2 separate regions of the Mus musculus genome follow, and region 2 is linked to region 1. The links are chromatin contacts, called in public HiChIP or PLAC-seq maps. All regions are on one chromosome and are shown on one strand. The core of a region is the stretch at or near the end of the contact, and the rest is flanking DNA. Distances in the headings are between cores, read along the strand shown.

Evidence for each region. HiChIP or PLAC-seq counts read pairs in DNA pulled down with a chosen protein or histone mark.
Region 2: a FOXA1 HiChIP or PLAC-seq map of pancreatic cancer cells shows a contact between it and region 1. The contact joins the promoter of 4930505K14Rik here to the enhancer-like site in region 1. A contact is called at or near these places in 3 of 39 promoter capture datasets (the 3T3-L1 cell line, HPC-7-derived erythroid cells and hippocampal neurons), 14 of 484 Hi-C or Micro-C datasets (B cells, Th1 cells, bone marrow-derived macrophages and 9 more) and 1 of 115 datasets of contacts at active chromatin or transcription factors (pancreatic cancer cells).

The regions. Positions count from the first base shown.
Region 1 is chr5:148,461,692-148,466,820 of GRCm38.p6, forward strand. No RefSeq gene overlaps it. Among named protein-coding and RNA genes, the nearest start is that of Slc7a1, 64 kb to the left of the region's middle. Within about 2 kb of position 2,875, at least 23 of the 459 cell types and tissues checked have an H3K27ac peak or open chromatin away from gene starts, as enhancers often do. A contact at or near this core is called in pancreatic cancer cells, where this site is marked.
Region 2 is chr5:148,775,597-148,780,105 of GRCm38.p6, forward strand. 4930505K14Rik (RIKEN cDNA 4930505K14 gene) reads left to right here and starts at 2,367. Exons shown (of 3, transcript NR_131106.1): 1 at 2,367-2,625.

The DNA of each region.
Region 1 (5,129 bases), core at 1,625-4,124:
AGAACCTGTAAGCCAGCCCCAATTAAATGTTGTCCTTTATAAGAGTTGCCTTGGTTGTGGTGTCTGTTCACAGCAATGGAAAACCTAAGAAGACACATGGGGTTTCCCCCTTTACCTTTATAAACTGCCATTTTCCTATGGGCCACATCTTCATGGTTTAACTTTAAAACTTTTGAAAATTTGGATTTTAGGCTACATCGCTTTAAAGTTTTTGAAATTTAATTTTTACACCAAAGTCATCTTCTCTATGCTTTTAGGTCAGGAGAGGAGTGTTATATTACAAAGGCAGAGAGAGGGAAGTAGGCTGTGTAATTCCCTGGGCACATTAAAAAAAAAATCTTCTTCTGTCATCCTTTCACCCTTGGAAAGAGAAAAGGCAACTTGTGGAATCAGTGTATCAGGGACAACAGCCATATTACCAGCCTCCCGTTGTCTCTGGCTAATGAGTGACATGCCTCTATCCTGTGGCCTGAGCTAGCTCATCTCCTGTGGCCCTGCCTCCAGCATGAAATCCATCTTTCCCTGTGAGCTGCTGTCACCTCAGGTTCAGTGACAGCAGGTTCAATGCCTATGACAGTCCTCTCCTGAGTGACCATCCTGTCACCTGGCATCCTTATCATCATCCCCACTTTTATTTAGCCAACTCTTCTTTAAAGGCTTTCTTGCCCCAGTCAGGGGTCCATTGCTTACTTCCAGACCATGGGGGAAGGAGGGATTTTAAAAATGGAGGTGGGCTGGGTGGTGGTAGTACATGCCTTTAATCCCAGCACTTGAGAGGTAGAGGCAGGTGGACCTCTATGAGTTCAAGGCCAGCCTGGTCTACAGAGTTCCAGGACAGCAGAGGCTATACAGAGAAACCCTGCCTCGAAACCACGCCCCCTCCAAAGGTGGGGAAAACGGAGATGGAAGTTACCCACTATGAGATTCATCCTTCCAATAAGTTTTTTTAATAGTACAATTGTACCTTGCTATTTTCAGGAGATTGGTTCTAGAACTTTTATGGTACCCAAGTCCAAGAAAGTGAGGCTCCTTATTAGAAAACAGCCAGCTCTTTGCGTAGAGCTGATGCACACATACCCTCCTAGATCTTAAATCATCTGCAGATTACACACACTGCCTAATGAAGTGGGACTACTAAGCATACAGTCTTTTGTTCATGGACTAATAACAAGAGAAACGTCTGCAAATGATCGATACAAATGTTTGCGCAGTGGTTGGTTGAATCTGTGGATGTGGAGGGATGGCTGAATAGCCACAGATCCTTTTCAACAATAACCAATATCTAATTCCAGAACATTTCCCTTGCCCCCAAAGGAACCCTGGACTTGTATGCTCTTGATACTTAGTAGTGTATCATGTCCAGAGGAGTCTCCATCCAAATCCTGACTGTCACACTGGAGTAGATTGTGCTTCAGGAATCCAAACCTCAGTTCTTTGACCTCCCATTTTGTGGTCTTGAGATTCCCAGTGTCCAATTCAGTCATAGATGAGAACTGTGACATATAAAAGCAACTAAACTAAAGCAGATCGATGAGCTGGTATGATCGGGGAATCAGTAAGCTTAAATTGGTGATTTATAACTTCTGCTCTGACCAGATAACTCCTCTGTGTGTCTTTGAATTAAAGTTTCAGTTCTGAGACTTGTACAAATTTGCAATCTGGGGCTGGAGAGATGGCTCAGCAGTTAAGAGCACTGACTGTTCTTCCAAAGGACCTGAGTTCAAATCCCAGCAACCACATGGTGGCTCACAACCATCCGTAATGAGATCTGATGCCCTCTTCTGGTACATCTGAAGACAGATACAGTGTACTTAGACATAATAATAAATAAACCTATTTTTAAAAAAAGCTTAAAAAAACAATTTCTCCATCTGCAAGAAATAATACCGAGGGATCAATGTCACAATGCCTGGGATATTGCTATCGATAACCCATATATTGCCATCCACAACCAGATATTATCATTCATTGTACAGTTAGTATCCCGGCATCCAGGATCCCTCCCACTGTCTTTTAGCATCCCACCTTTTCAGGAATCCCCAGAAACTCCTCGCTAGTGTTACCTTTCCTGCATCCACATTGTCTCAGTGCTATCTTTCAAGAACAGTTTTTTACTCAGCAGTTGGATTTCCACCCATGTTGTATGGATATCCATAGTTCGTTCCCCCTCTTTGCTGTATAGATACAGCACAGCTTATTTAACCAGCTTCCCATTCGGGCTATTTCTGGCTTGTTTTGCATTCAGGCTATTCCTATAGTGTGAATGCATGCAGACTGCTCAGTTTGGAAAGAATTCATCAGTGAGTTTGTACATCTCAGAGGGCTCACATCTACATCTACCGTGCAATGGCTTTCTTTGGGAGGCGAAGCTTACTCACCTCATCCTAGAGTTGGCAGAATAAGCTTGCATGGTTTCCTAGAAGTCACATGACAAGCCAGCAGCTGGGTCATACGCTGAGTAAATACGCTGTGCCTGTCTCCACATAGAAACTCAGTCACAAATAGTTCCAGATACTAAATTCTAGGGATGCAAAAAGGATGAAAGTTTGGTCCTGAATGGGCTTGCAGGAGAGTTGGGAATCATGGGCCCAGAGCATGAATACAACACATGCTCGGACCATAAAGATAAGCATTGTAATTGCACAGAGTGGGGCCTAAACCACAGGGGGACCGTGCCTGGGCATGGGGAGGTGTGACCTCAGTGGGGGGAGATGGTGTGAGCACCCTGCAGCACAGACGGATTCCTCTGAAATTTTCCACTGAGAAAAAAAAAATGCTCTCTGAAAAAGATTTCTCGTCCTGGGCTGATGTTGGGTAGATAGTTTTATTTCCGTGACTAGTCAAATCTACGGGATCAGCAGAGCCTAGTAGGGACAGACCCAGAGAAATGCTTCCTTCATGATTCAGATGGAATGAGGAAATCGTGTTCTTTGCTAATAATACCCCAAGACCCAAATGTCAGAGCTACAGTATAAAGGAACACAAATAAATCTTACACACGCGAACTCCCAGGCTGACACTGGAAAGTAAACACTGCTGTGTGGTGCATGTGCTGGCCAGATTGTCAGCGCCATGGGAGCCACCCAGCACACACCTCTATGACAACCGCTCCTTTGGCCTGGGAAGAGGTGGGTGGCAGTGATTGGCACATGCTGAGGGTATACAACATGTTTCTCATATAAACCAGTGTTGTCTTCCCTAGTTCTCTAAGGAGAGAGTACAGACCACTGGAGAGTGAAGAACCTGCCCAGGACTGCTACAACATGCAAGGCTTTCGGATCGCCCTTATAGGGGTGACAGGGAACGAAGCCACACTGAGATCGGGTGGGTGCTGGGCACTAACAGAGCTGTACCAATGGCCAGGAAACCCAGTATGTTCCTTATATATCCTGAGGAGCAGGTTAGCTAATCTCTGTAGGAGGTCTCTGTAGGGAGCAGCCTCAGGCTGCAGTCATTCTGGAGAAAGAAGCTGCGGTTGATGTGTATGGTGCATGCTGTCCACATCTGTACTGGACCAGGAGAAGACCTAGTCACCCCCAGGGGTCTGAGGCACTGGAGTCCTTGACATGGCTGGGCTCCAGTCAATATTCTCTCACTCAGGACCTCATCCGTCCACCACACAAAACCACTTAGGCACTGGGCCCAGAACTGTGTATCTTGGAGGGAACCATGAAATGTTGTTTACCTAAAAAGGAAGTGGATAGCCAGGCGTGGTGGCGCACGCCTTTAATCGCAGCACTCGGGAGGCAGAGGCAGGCGGATTTCTGAGTTCGAGGCCAGCCTGGTCTACAAAGTGAGTTCCAGGACAGCCAGGGCTATAAAGAGAAACCCTGTCTCGAAAAAAAAAAAAAAAAAAAAAAAAAAAAGGAAGTGGAGAGAGTCAGAGGTCAATGACACTTGGCTGGTCCAGTGTGTTGGTGATGTTGGAGCCACAGAGAGCAGGGGCTTATTCACTAAGGCCTTGGTGATAGAGTCTCCATGGAAAGGGTTTGGTAGGGGTATCAGCAAAGCCAGGATCGTGGAGAAAGGTGCAATTGTACCATTTTCTGTCCCCAGAGGTCTTCAGTGGGACATAGACATGCAGACAGAGGCACAAGCCAAGCAGGCTCCGGAGCCACCAAGATGGATACAAAGGCAGAAACTGGCAAGGGTTCCAAGCTGTGCTGGAACAGATTTTGGAAGTTTCAGGATGATCTGCCAGGAGGATCTGGGAAGACATTAAGCCTAGAGAATAGAGACTCCAACATTATCCAACAAGCTGATCTTGGAGCCACTAAACTGTGTGTTCCTGCAGGCATGTGTGTATAATATCAGTACCACCAGCATCTCTCTGTTCACTAAAGCCGTGCTATCCCGGGTAACAGATTTAGAATTTATTCCGGGAGTACTTGTGACATCTCAGAGTGAGGAGACAGAACTAGCTGGGCACAGCAAGCGCAGAATGATGGATGCCAATCAAGAAGCAGTCTGAAGAATCACAGACCAAGGATGTGTGAATTCTAGTCAATGAGAAGGAAGGTAGGAGGAGCTAAGAGCTAGGGCAATGACTCTTGTTGGGGGAACATTGTGTGAAGGTGTGTCTCTGTCATCTGCCCAAGGAATTCTCTGATTGGCTTCAACAAAGAGTTGACGGCCAATAGCTGGGCAGGATAGGGAAGACGGGACTTCTGGTCTAAGAGAGGCTCTCTGGGAGAAGAAGCTGAGGCAGGAGGATTTACCAGTGTCACACGGAGGAGATGGGACATGCCTCCTGTGAGAGAGGTAACGTAGCAGACATGGACTAAAATAAACATGGTTTGTTAGAGCTAGCTGGGAGGTAACCTTGCTATAGTGCTTAAGCTTTTTTAACCCATAATGTCTCTGTGTCTTTATTCAAATGTTGACTGGCCCACGAAAGTCCAGCAATACACACTGTTCCACTCTGAGCTCGGTTGGCATAAAAGCAGCAACCTGAGCTTCCTCGGCTTCTAGGACACACATGCGCCAGCTTTAGGACACCGCTCAGCAAAAGCGGCACAGTAAAAACAGCGCCCTCACGGGACGGCTGACCTTGCCTCATCCTGGGACCGATTGAATTCAGAGGTGAGCTTTGGGAGAACTGGAAACAGGCCAAAGGTGCCCCAAATTTC
Region 2 (4,509 bases), core at 1,117-3,616, 310 kb after region 1:
AGGTTATGATTTCCCATAATTGACTTCAGGCGGGTTGTGTTGTTGTTATTGTTGTTATTGTTTAAGCTCTGCTTTTGTTTTATGTGCTTGGGTGTTTTGCCTGCATGTGTATGTATGTGTAGCATATGCATGCAATGCCAGAGGACGCCTGAAAAGGGCACTAGATCCCCTGAACTGGAGTTACATATGGTTAGTAGCTACCACGTGGGTGCTGGGAATCAAGCCTGGGTCCTCTGCAAGAGTTGTCGGTGTTCATAACCACTGAGCCTTCTCCGCAGGTTTTTAAAAACATGCCTTGATGAAGAAGGAGCGGTCTGGTACAATCAGTGGAAATGGGAAGCTGAAATTTCTCACTGAAATACTGTGTCCCAGCATGAATTATAAGAACCCACAGCTCCTTCTGTCAGTCAGCAGCTTAATAGTCCTCCATGGAATTCCCTCCAGCTACACACAAACACACACACACACACACACACACACACACACACACACACAGAGAGAGAGAGAGAGAGAGAGAGAGAGAGAAATATACACTTGCACAAGGAGAGACCACATCAAACATAGACACACAGGCATACTCAAACACACCACACACATATATAGAAACACAGACTCACACCACACAGAGACATAGAAACACACTCTCTCTCTCTCACTCACTCACTCACACACACACACACACACACACACACACACACCATACCAGACACATAGACACACAGACAGATACCACACCAGACACACAGACACATACCAGACACACACACACACACACACACACACACACAGAGACATCACACCAGACACATTGACACACACAGTGAGATATCACACCAGACTCAGAGACAGACACACACAAACTGTCCCCTACGTCTCATAGATTCCATTTCAAAGTTGTGTCTCAAATGTTCCCGACTCTCTCCCCTGCAGCCACTGTCTGAGCCCACAGCCCACCTCATTTCTGCCACACCCCTAACCAATGATGGTTTCTGTCCTCAGCCTTGTGAGTCTCCTTTCTCTACGAAAGCCACTGCATTGCTCTATGGCACCACCTTCAGTGGTACCCTTTCTCTAGACATGAATTATGGACTCCTTAAGAGAGGCTCCCCAGCCAGGCGTTGGTGGCCCTAATCCCAGCACTTGGAAGGCAGAGGCAGGCAGATTTCTGAGTTCGAGGCCAGCCTGGTCTACAAAGTGAGTTCCAGGACAGCCAGGGCTACACAGAAAAACCCTGTCTCAAAAAACCAAGAGAGAGAGAGGGAGAGAGAGAGAGAGTCCCTGTACTGGCTCTGTCAATCACCCCATGGGCTACACTGATAGCTTCAGGCTCTGTCATCAGCCAAGCTCTTCTGTGCCCCAGGGCCTTTGCTCATGAGTGTCTCCTGCCTAGAACATTCATATCACCGTTCTGCCCCATTAACAGCAGCTCATCCATCAACTCTCAGCTTTGAGTCATCCTCCTGGGTGAGCCTTAACCTTTATACAGAAATGAGAAAGCCCTTCTGTGTTCTCTATCCACCCAGTACTATTCTTCACACACTTATCTGAGTCTATAACTGTGCGGCTATTGCTTGTTGTTTTAGCTGCTAACTTCACGGAGCCAAGAACGTGCCTGCAGCGCTGGCCACTGTGTCTGGACCCAGCTCCCGATGAGGCGCGGGCTCATGCTGCGCCTTCAACACATATTTGTCAAATCAATGATTCACCAAACAAACCCACTCCTGAATAAATTTAGTTACAACAGGTCGAGGCATATCAAGAGACATCTCTTGCAATTTAACAGATAATCCGGGTTTGTTCAGTGAATCAACCCACTGTAACTAAATTTATTCAAGAGTGGCATGACTGGACTGAGGCTCGAGCTAAGTAGCAGAGCTCCCGCCTAGCTCATGCAGGGTGTAGACCTCATCCGCAGTGTGTCGAAATAAGACAGCTTCCGTGATGAAGCGTCGAGGCAAAGCATCTTTCTCACGCTAACAGAGAGAGCGTCCCTCAAGGACACACTTCTTCAGTTGACAGTTCATTTCTAGAGGTAGAGATATAGTGGGCAATCAGATACAACCCAGGGTGACAGGCAGGGTTTATCTCAGAAACATCATTAAGCATCTTATACATTAGGCATCTCAGGGCTGTGAGGCGCTCGGCTTGTCTGACTCGATGGAGGTTCACTAGTCAGGTGAATATTTCGAGTGACGGATGCAGCCCAGGCGGCTTTAAACAACACAGAGCATTTATTGGCTTCATAACTGAGGAGTTCAGTGAGCCTTTGGGTTGGGTGTAGACCAGTGATGTCACAGGGTCCCTGTTGCTATCCATCACAGACAGTGCCATCCTGCCTTGTGATGTCATACGCCAGTGTGGCTATCACCACACCACCCTGGACACCCCTGAGCGCATCTTCTACTACATGACTGGGGGGTCTTGTTTCACGTGTACCAACACATTGAGCCCTTCAGTCATCATATCTTCTCACCAGCCGAGCCAGGGAAGAGAGGGCCTGTCTTCTAGAAGTTTCCATCTTGTTTCTTAGCCCCAACCACAAAGAGACCGGTTTCCAGTATTCCACCCCAGGACCCCAGCTCTCCACAACCTGACCTGACAACATGGAAGAGTGTCGATTGGAAGGTGAGAGCTCTTCCCCCTTCTCTAGAATGTCTCTGCTTAGGAATTACAGTACATTTTCCATTGGAAAAAAAAATTCTACATTTACCAAGACTTGCTTTACGTTTTTATGAAAAAGATGCACATTTTGTTACTTCTCTGTTGCTGTGATAAAACACCCGGACCAAGGTGCCTTAGAGAAGGAAGGATTTATTTGTACTTATGGTTCCAGAGGTGTAAGATCCATCATCAACACAGCAGGGAAGATTGGCAGTGGGCAGACATGGACACTGGAGCTGAGAGCTCACAGCTTAAACCACAGGCAGGAAACAGAGAGCTCAGTGGGAATGGATCAAGGCTTTTGAAACCTTAAAGCTGGCCTTCAGTGACATTCTTCCTCCAGCAAGGACAAACCTCTCCAAATCTACCAGAACATCTCTTCCGACTAGGGACCACACGTTCAAATACTGAACCCATGGAGGGCGTTCTCCGTCAAACCACCACAGGGAGTGCCCCTGTTGATACTGTGTGAATTGTTCATCCTATGGAAACTTTGGGGTCTCTATCACGGCAAATGAAATGATTAAAATTTTTTCCAAAAGTCATAAGAGGACAAGGAGGGTGGCTCAGCAGGTTGGGTGCTTGCCCTAGAAGTATTGGGGACCAGAGTTCAAATACCTAGAGTCCACAGAAAAGCTACATGGGGTGGCCACCTCACCCGGGGAAAGCAAGGTGGCCAGCTGGACTACCCTCAATAGTGAACTACAGGTTCAGTGAGAGCCCTCACCTCAATATATAAGGAAGAGAGAGTGATAGATGGAGATATATGCCAATCCCAGCCTCCACAGACATGCACACACAAGCACACACACACTGCATATACATATATGTAAAAACACATGTAAGAACAAGATGGTTTATTTAGTGCCATTTCTGTTGATGGAGGGGTGGGACATTTGTGACATCAACAGTACTGTCACAGACACCTGCCTTACATGCTCTTATGGAAAGTTCCAGAATCATCTCTGGCAGTAGAATTTCTGGGTTACTTGGACTTAAAGATTTATTTATTTATTTTAATATATATATATTTCTGGGTTACATATATATATATGTATATATATATATAATTTCTGGGTTACTTGGACTTAAAGATTTATTTATTTTAATATATATATAATATATATTTTAATATATACATATACATACAAATATATATATATATATGTATATATATATATATATATATACACTGTAGCTGTACAGATGGTTGTGAGTCCTCATGTAGTTGTTGAAAATTGAATTTTTAGGGCCTCTGCTTGCTCCAGTCAACTCTGCTCGCTCAGTCCCTGCTCACTCTGACCCAAAGGTTTATTTATTATTATAATTAACTACACTGTAGCCGTCATCAGACGCACCATGTGGTTGCTGGGATTTGAACTCAGGACCTTCGGTAGAACAGTCAGTGCTCTTAACCGCTAAGCTATCTTGCCAGCCCAGGTTCCTTGCATTAAAAAAAATATTGTTATACACGGTGGTGTTCATTAAATGTAACACTGTGACAAGATCAGCTTCCAGGAGGAAGGTTCTGGAAGCTAGTTCTGTCTACCCTGGAGAGGAAGCAGCAGAACAGCTTCATGGCTGAGGTAGCCCCTAATACTCTAGCCAATCAGGATGTAAAGAGGAGACTGATCTAGATCCAAAAGCTGAGCTTGCCTTCAAGGACCCACATCAGTGCTCTAGGCTGCTGTGAAAGAGTCCACAAGCTCTTAACATTTGCCTCTCAAACTCACACAGGCAACAAGCTTAGACAGCTGCGAGTCACCGGTCCAGTCACCACTGCCATTTGCCGCCTCCACACACTGTCCTGAATTCCAGTTAGTGTCATGGCGGTGGCAGAGTAAAGAC